2 separate regions of the Delphinus delphis genome follow, and region 2 is linked to region 1. The links are chromatin contacts, called in public Hi-C maps. All regions are on one chromosome and are shown on one strand. The core of a region is the stretch at or near the end of the contact, and the rest is flanking DNA. Distances in the headings are between cores, read along the strand shown.

What was found. A called contact is a pair of places that touch in the nucleus more often than the background predicts.
Region 2: a Hi-C map of muscle shows a contact between it and region 1, with 3 times the contacts expected there. The contact joins the promoter of NSD1 here to the promoter of GRK6 in region 1. A contact is called at or near these places in 2 of 3 Hi-C or Micro-C datasets (lung and muscle).

Annotation. Positions count from the first base shown.
Region 1 is chr3:20,589,958-20,594,353 of mDelDel1.2, reverse strand. It overlaps GRK6 (G protein-coupled receptor kinase 6), which reads left to right and starts at 1,757. Exons shown (of 17, transcript XM_060008294.1): 1 at 1,757-1,949. The coding sequence starts at 1,898.
Region 2 is chr3:20,873,033-20,877,315 of mDelDel1.2, reverse strand. NSD1 (nuclear receptor binding SET domain protein 1) reads left to right here and starts at 1,909. Exons shown (of 23, transcript XM_060008300.2): 1 at 1,909-1,972; 2 at 3,894-4,283. The coding sequence starts at 3,911.

The DNA of each region.
Region 1 (4,396 bases), core at 508-3,007:
TCTCCATGTCCACTGCCACCTTCTCAGTCCAAGCAACCATCCTCTCGCTCCTGGAATTCAGTAGGCTCCCAACTGCTCACTCTGCTTCCACTCTTGGCCCCCTGAAAGTCTACTAGCTAGAGTGATCTTTTAAAAGTATAAGTCAGGAACTTCCCTGGCGGTCCAGTGGTTAAGACTCCGTGCTCCCAATGCAGGGGGTGTGGGTTCAATCCCTGGTCAGGAACTAAGATCCCACATGCCACATGGCCTAAAAATAAAATAAATAAAAGTATAAATCATCCTTTCAAAGGCTCCACATTTCATTTAAGAAAAACAAACAAACTCCTCTCCATGGTTTACAAAGCCTTTCAGGATCTACCTAGAATCCCTGCTCCTTCAACTCATCTCAGACTTTGGGCCCTGAAGCTACACAGGCCTTCTTCCTGTTCCTTGAACATACCAAACTTACTCTAGGCTCAAAGCTTTGCACTTGCTGTTGCCTCTGCTTGACACTGTTCCCCTAGATCTTTGTGTGGTTGGATCTGCTCAAATGTCACACCCTGAGACCATTTCCCCTATTTTGTCTTAATGTCTTAATAGCACTTGTCACTCCCTCAGACCATACCATTTATTTGTTTACACATAGGATTACCATATTTATCCCCCTTCTAGCAGGTAGGCAGAGAGATTGACTATCTTGCTGGCACCACTGTATTCCCTAGCACCTGGCCCAGTGCCTGGCACAAAGTGCATGCTCTGTATTTTTGGATGAATGAATGGATAGGAATCAGAGAAGCCTAGTTGAATAGGACTCTGCCTTACCCGCAAGTTTGGGCAAGCCTCCGTTTCCTGGTGTGTGAAGTGAGGGTGGAGGGAGTAGGATGTTTAGCTAGAAGGTGTTGATTAGCTGTAAAATTTCGGCGTTGTTTTCTCCCTAGTCCTAGGCCCGCAGCCCTCCACTGGACCTCAGTTCCCCACCTATATAATGGGTGTGAGCTCATTCCCTACGTCTTGGGGTGGTAGCGCTGCCTTATAAGGCAGCAGAGGCCGAGGGCGGACAAGGCCGTGTGGGTGGAGAGAAATCACAACATCCGGCTGTGGGGGCGGGGTGGGGCGGGGCTGGGGCGCCCGCGGTGGCCGGCCTGGAGGCCTGGGAGCAGCTCGGAAAGCCGGCACCCTCCTGTGGGCCTCTCCCTGCTAACGATGTGCGCCCTCCAGAATGGGCCGGCCCAAAGGAATACGGCTGGATACACGGCCCGAACTTGCTTGAGGCTGGCCTGCAAGAGGCCCAAGATACCAAGCGCATCCCCTACAAACCCTGGACAAGCCAAGGCGAGCCAAAAGGACCTGGCCCACACCCACATCTAATGGCCCAATCAGAGTGCAAAGCTGAGAATGACTGACGCTTCTTTCATCCAATCAAATACAAGAGATCCGGGGCGTGACCCAGAGGACCCACCTCTTTTGTCCCAGCGGAGGGCTCGGCCCTAATTGGCAGTTTGGTATCCTACGAAGGCCCAGAAATTCGAACGTAGAGGCTGAACCCCACCGCAGACCAACCAGAAAGAGGTGACGTTTTAAGTCCCGCCCCCCGTTCCTTTGAACGAATTCCTGGCTCTGGGGGCGGGGGATGATGAAGAGGCTGTCTAATGGGAAGACGGCGCGGCGAGCGCTCTCCCGGTTATTGGCTGAGTAAAGTAAACAGTGGGCGGGCCGGGGCGGGGCGTGCCGGCGCAGGGGTGGCCCCCGGGAGGGGGCGCAGAGTGCTCGGCGGGCGGCGGCGGCCGGGGAGGCCCGGGAGGCCGCGGCGCGGTCACTGCGAGCCGAGCCGAGCCGCGCCGATCGCCATCCGGCCCCGGCTCCCTCGCGCAATCCCGGCCGGTGGCGCGGCCCGGCGGGCCCGGCGGCGCCGCAGCCCATGGAGCTCGAGAACATCGTAGCGAACACGGTGCTACTCAAGGCCCGGGAAGGTGAGGCTGTTGGGTGAGGAGAACGCGGGCGCGCGGCCTCAGAGCTCGACCGGGTGCCTCAGCCGCCCGATCCCCTAGGGCAGCTCGCTCCGTGCCCCGCACCTCGCGCAGACACGAGCCCTTCCGGCCTGTGGTCCTCTTTCTCCGCACCTGCCCCCCGGGAGCTGGAGCCCAGCAAGGGGTGGGTCAGGCCGCCGCCCGCGCGGCGAGGAGGTGGGGTCGTGGTGAGGGAGTGAGAGGAGGAGAGAGGAAGGAAGAGGGAAGGGTGGGACCCCAGCCCCGGGAGAGCCTCTCTGAGCCCTCTCCCAGGTAAGAGGTAAGAAGATGCCCCAGGAAGGGAAAGGGGCAGCCCACACCCCACGTGCCCGGGCCCAGACTCCGGCGCCCAGCCTGGGCCGGCACAAAGTTGGTGCAGGGTAAAAGGTTTGGAAAATAAATTAACCGAGGCTCTGCCGTAGCACAGCCTTTGCGAGGTGGGGAAACTGCTGGTCATATATGCTACCAGCATGACTGCCACTTGCTCGGTGCCTCAGGACACTGGGGACAGAGGTGAATGGGTCACAGTTTTTGCCCTCGGGAGTAGTGGGGCAGATGGGCACAGAAAAAACTGGAAGCTGAGTTTTGAAGGAAGGGAGGCATGCCAGGCTGGTAGGACTGTTAAGTGCAAGGCCTGGCAGAGGGAGCCTGTCTTGTGAACCTAGTGTTGCTGAGCTCCTCAGACATTACCAGGCACCTGCTCTATGAGGATCCTGGGGATGCATAGGGACCAGACTTGGTCCTCATTGCCTTGCGGTCAGTCTGCCCCTCACCTGCCACTGTTCACCTCAGTAACATAATCACTGAACACCTACTCTGTGCCCTGTCCTGTCCAGGGTGCCAGGGACCAGCAGAGAAGACACTTCTTTTTGGAACTCTAGGGCAGGGAGGTCAGGACTCTTTGCTGGGGTTTCAGGCTGAAAAAGACATCTGCTTCGCCTTTCTGACCTATTTTACAGGTGGGAAACTGAGGCTTAGATCAGTGACTAGCCCCAAGGACACACAATGAGACTGGTTGACTCATGCCTAGGACACAGGATGTCCCCAATGCAGTCTGTAGGAAACCCAGAGGAACCCCCAGCTGGCACAGCATCTGGTGCCCCCTGCCTGCCCAGTGCATGTTGACCCTGGGGAAGTGCTGCCTGGAAATGGGCATGGCAGTCTGGGTCCTCAGTGCCCAGAGCCTTCCTTATCTCCTGTCCATTATCGAGTCCTGGGGCTAGGCCTTCCTCCCAGCCTCTGGGGGCATCTGCCGATTCTGTTCTGCCTCGTCATCCAGCCATCCAGGGAGGAGGGGTGGGGAGAGCCTGGCCAGGCCTCCCTCTCTAGGGCTGTAGCCAGTTCAGGCCTCAGGCCTGCTGAGAACACTGCCTTGCCTAACTAGAGAGTGTGGGCACCTTCTGATAGGCTTCCTCAGGAGGCATAGGGGGTTATGGCCAGACTGAGACCAATGCCTTCACTGGAGAATCCTTACTCCAACCTGGCTCTGTCCCTCTCACCTGGGTGGCTCTAGACAAGTCTCTTCTCTCTGAACTTCAGTAACTCTTTTTGTGGGATGGTTGAGGGTGGGACCTGAAAACTAAAGGAAATCCCAGTTGTCACTGAGTTTTGAACCCTGGTCTGTAGATTGAGTGCATTGGAATCACTTCATGAGCTGGCTGACAGCTTGGACCCCAGGCCTTTGCCAGCTTCCCAAGTGATCTGAGGCCCTGAGTGATTTGGGATTGCATGTATTCAGTTGACACCTGATGCCAGGCATGTTTGCGGTGGGAGAAGAGCTTGGGTTGTGGTCCTAGGGAGCTGGGTTCAAGTCCTGACTCTGGGACCTCCAGCCTTCGTAATCTTGGACCAATTGACTCCTCATTTCAGGGCCTCGGTTTTCTCATAAAATTGGGCCAGGTCTGGAAGGATTGCTATGAGGATGAAGTGGGACAGCACTGGAGGTGTGAACCCTCACTTAGTCCTCCTTCCTTTCCCAGGCCCCCAGAGGCACGGGGAGGGGACCAGGCTGGGGTGGGGAGGAGCCCCACTGACTCTGGTGGCAGTTCCAGGACAGGATATTTGCATGTGACTCTGCTGCTGCCTTGATGTGGCTAGGAGGAGGGAGAGGAGGAAGTAAGTGATGGGGGTAGCAGGCGGATGGAGAGGTGGGGGAGGAGTTCCCCTTCTGGGGAGGCCTTGCCCTGGGTTGGGGGGTGGGGGTCTGTTGCTCACTCACAGTGGAGCAATGACTGTGGGGTATGCTGGGTGCAGGCTGCAGGAGGGCTGCTAGCAGGTTTCCCAATGGGTACCCTACAACACTTCCTCTTCCAGGCAGCTTAGGTCAGGGAGCCTATTGGAGGACCCAGCCTTGCCCTCTCCCTAGACGGTGGCTCCTCCTGCACCACCTGCCTTCAGCCAGGCCAGATGGA
Region 2 (4,283 bases), core at 660-3,159, 280 kb before region 1:
TAGAACAAAGGGCAGGTCCCTGTAGGGCAGTACCCTGGGGTGTAGACCCAGCTCTTCTCTGGCTGGTCCTAGCACAGAGAACACTGTCAACTTGATTTCGCACCTGGGAACAGTCAGGGTACCTCATCTCTTCAACAGAAGGAGGCCCTCTGGGGTCACAGTGCTCCCCTCATCACTCTGGTTCCAGGGGCCGCCTTCCTTCAAGACAGCCTGCTGCTCTCTTGGCAGGAACTGCATCCCAGCACTTAGGTGTGGTAAGGACCTGTTGTGTATCTCCTTGGCTGGTCTGTGGGCCTTGGAGGACAGGAGGCTAAGGGTATCCTGAGCTCCAAGCCAACTGGGGCCAGTTTTGGGGTGAAGGTTGGAGAAGGCCGAAGGATGAAATTTAGAGAGCTCCGCGCCAAAGCCAAAACCGCGCAGAGCAACGCCAAAAGTGGCCTTTCTCCCAGGTGGTCTCACGGTTAACAGATAGAAGGATGGCGGGTAAACACTCCACTGGGGCAATAATTATGCACATTTACTAAGCCCTGGGAGGAATGGTAGTCACGTGGCTCTCGAGGGCGCCGCCCTCAGCTTTGAGATGGAGTTAACTCTAATCACAGAAGGCTTTCTGGAGGAGGCGGAATTTTTATGGCGGTCGATTGTGGTTTTCTCTGAATAGCGAGGATGAGTTTAGCACTCTAGGGACCAGATAGGTCCCGAGGTGAGCTTTTTGTCGGGGAGCAAGCCTGGGGCGGGGGTCGGAGTTGGATCGGGTTAGGGGAAGGACCTGGGGGGGTCGGCGTCGCGGGGTCAGGTTGTTTGCGTTCCCCCGCTTGCCTTCACGTTGTCTTTTGTGATTGGACGCGCTGCAGCCGCGCTAGGCCGGTGCTACGGGGCCCCGGGCACTGGGTGCAGGCCTCGAGGTGCCTGGCGCCCGAGAGCAGAGCGCCCCAGGCCAGGGATTAGGCCAGCAGGCTTGGCGGGGCCAGCCCGGCGGTCCGCCCTCCCAGCGCTGTTCCGCCGGGGTCCCGATGCTCAGCCCGCGGGGGTGAGGCGCGCGCTCCCCGGGGAGCAGGGTTGCTGAGCAGGCGGCCTGCGCCGGGCGGAGGTGGCACGAGAGGGCCATCTGCCTGGGTGCAGAGAACTGCAGCGTCCGCGGTGCGAAGCGCGACCCCTCCGGGCCCCCAGCTCGCGTCCACTGCCCCGCGCGCACTCATCTACTGACGCCCGCCCGCGCCCCCGGCCCAAGTCCCAGTGCCAGGCCCAGACCCGGACTAGGCGCGGGAGGCGGTGCAGGGATTGATTAGTGGACCCCTCCCCCAGCACTCCCCTCGCCCCGCCCGAGGCTGCGAGGACCCCTGGGCCCGGGGGTGGTGAGGGAGCTTCGTCCCCGCGGTGCCCGGGCTGGGGACTCGATCTCACTGGGCGGGGGCCGCACCGCGGCAGGCCGAGGTGCGGGCGCGCTGTCAGACTGCTGCCCGGCTCGGGTGCGGGGGGGGGGGCGGTGGGCTCAGCGCGGGGGTCGCCCGGCCTCATCCCCCCTGCCGAGGCCACGGCTGGGCGGGCAGTGCCCGGGCCGGTAACCCGACCCGACCCAGCTCCCGGGAGCCGCTCACCCCGCACGGCCGGGCAGGGGGAGGGAGAGGAATGGGGGGGAGGGGGAAGGGAAGGGGTGGTGGGTGAGGGGCTGTGGGGACCGCAGGGCCGAGTCCCCGGCCTGTCTGCGCTGCTCTAGGGTGGCTGCCTTTGGTGCCTGGACGAGCCAGCCCCCTGCCTCGCGGGCGTCGGGCCTGCGGCAGAAGGGAGCCCTGGGGCTGTACAGGCTTGGCTCGGGGAGGCAGACCCGAGCTGCTGCCTCCATTTTGTTTCCTGCTCAGCTTGGTCTGTAGTGGTGGTGGTGTGGGCTTGGGGTGCGGCCGGGCAGGGGGTTCACCTGCGGCCGCGCCTGCTCGGGGTTTGAGGCCTCGAAGACCCCAGCCCCAGCCCCCAGGTGAGCCCCGCGGTAGGAGGGGGGTTGCCTTGGCCTCGGGCCGAGCGGAGCGGGCTGAGGGCAGGTGCCCAGTGGATGGGGAACCAGGGCTGTAACCTAAGATGGAGGCCGGGACTGACGCGGGCCCGAGCGGGGCTGGCGGGGCGGTCGGACAGGCCTCAGCCCGGCCAGGTGCCGCCGGGGCTGGGGCTCGAGACCGGTAGGGTGCTGGAACCGTGTGCAGCCCGGGGCCGGCGCAGCTCCCTGAGGTAGGTGAGGGGATCGGAGTGCCACCCACGACGCCCGCAGGCCCCGACACTCCGGTGAGGCGCGCGAGGCCCCTGGGGAGCCCGCCTCAGGCCCCGCCCGGGCAGCCGGGCCGGCCCGTAGGCCCGGGCCGCGAGCTGGCGCGCAGGGGGAGGAGAGGGGGCGGCAGCGGCGGCTCCGCTGATTGGGCGGCGCGCTCGCGAGCCCGACTTCACCCGCCCTGAACCCCGAAGAGTGAGGCAAAGGAGCGCGCGCCTTGGGGGAAGGGGTGCGCGCGCACTCGGGGCCCCAGCCGCACGCGGGCCGGCGCGAGGCGCTCGGTCGCTCGCGCCGCCGCGGGGGCGCGCGCGGTGGGGGTGTGAGGAGGAGGAGGCGGCGGCGGAATAGGCCGGGGCAGGTCGCATTCGCTGCCTTCTACCCTGAAGAGAGACGCGGGGGGAGGGGGGTGCGGTGAGCGGCTCCGCGCTCTCCCCACCGCTCCGCTCGCGCCCCAGTGTAATGAGGGTCACCCCCTCCCCCCAGCCGGCCCGGGAGGGGGCACGGGGCACGGTAACTAGTGCGCTGGGGTGGGCGGCGGGCAGGAGCGAGCGGAGGGGGGAGGCGGGCGGGCGGGGAAGATGGTGGTGGCCGTGAGGTGAGGGGCGCGGGGGAGGGCCGGGCGCGGCACAGGGTTGGTGGCCGGCGGCGTTGCAGCCGCAGGCCCCCTCCCCCTCCATCACTACCAGCCGGGCTCAGGCCTAGCCGGCCGGGACGCCGCGAACTTCCTCCCCGCGCGGCCAGTGCCCCGCCGGCCTCCCGCGCGCACCTCGGCCTCCGCCTCCCTTCAGGTAGCCGGCTGGGGGGCACGGGGCCGGCTGCCCTCCTGCAGCAAACTTTGCTTGTTGCTGAATATTGATGAGTGAGATCGGCTCGGCCAGGAGGTGCTGCCGGCGCTGCGGGAAGGAGCGCGGCCCGGGCAGGCGGCGGCGGCGTCGGCAGCAGCCATGTTTGTCAAGCTGTAGCAGCTGCTGCTGCCCTGACTCGGCTTCACTGGCTGCCTCCGTTTCTCCCCCTGCCGCGTTCCAGCCTCTGGGCCCTGCAGCCGTGGACCGAGCAGGCCTGCAGTCAGAAAGGCGAGCTTCGGGGTGCACCCGCTTCGGCCGACTCGCCTGCGGCCAGAGCACGGCCGCTGCAAAGGCTCCGGCGCCGGCTGGGGCGCAGGGTGCAGCGCTATTGTGACCGCTGCGCCCGAGCGAGCCAGAAAGGATGGGGGGATAACCTTTTTGTGCAGCGTCCCGGAGCCCCCCTCGAACCCTACAGCCCCCTCCCTTCGGGAGATCCGGCCACAGGACCCCCAGCGGGGGAATGGAAGGACTATTGCTGTTTGAGATTTGGAAATTTCTACTGCCAAAGGGATTTTAATTTTAGATCAGCCCAACTGTCCACCAGTCTGCAGTGCAGAAAAAAGGGACGGCTGTTTCCATGTGGCAAGATCTGCCTATCTCCGGGAAGATGGAGTTTGCGGAGTCTCTCCGAGGCCATTTTTCCATCGTCAGCTGGGGAACTTTTTCCGCCCATGGAAGTGCAGTAGAACTAGGCTTCGAGGCCACTAGGCCTCTTGAAGTGGCTGCCATTTTGAAGATAAGAGCCAAATGGCCTATTAACTCAGATTAATTGCTGTGTTTTTGGATTCCAGGTTGATGCTGGCCCAGGATGGATCAGACCTGTGAACTACCTAGAAGAAATTGTCTGCTGCCCTTTTCCAATCCAGTGAATTTAGATGCCCCTGAAGACAAGGACAGCCCTTTCGGTAATGGTCAATCCAATTTTTCTGAGCCACTTAATGGGTGTACTATGCAGTTATCGACTGCCAGTGGAACATCCCAAAATGCTTATGGACAAGATTCTCCATCTTGTTACATTCCACTGCGGAGACTACAGGATTTGGCCTCCATGATCAATGTAGAGTATTTAAATGGGTCTGCTGATGGATCAGAATCCTTTCAAGACCCTGAAAAAAGTGATTCAAGAGCTCAGTCGCCAGTTGTTTGCACTTCCTTGAGTCCTGGTGGTCCAACAGCACTTG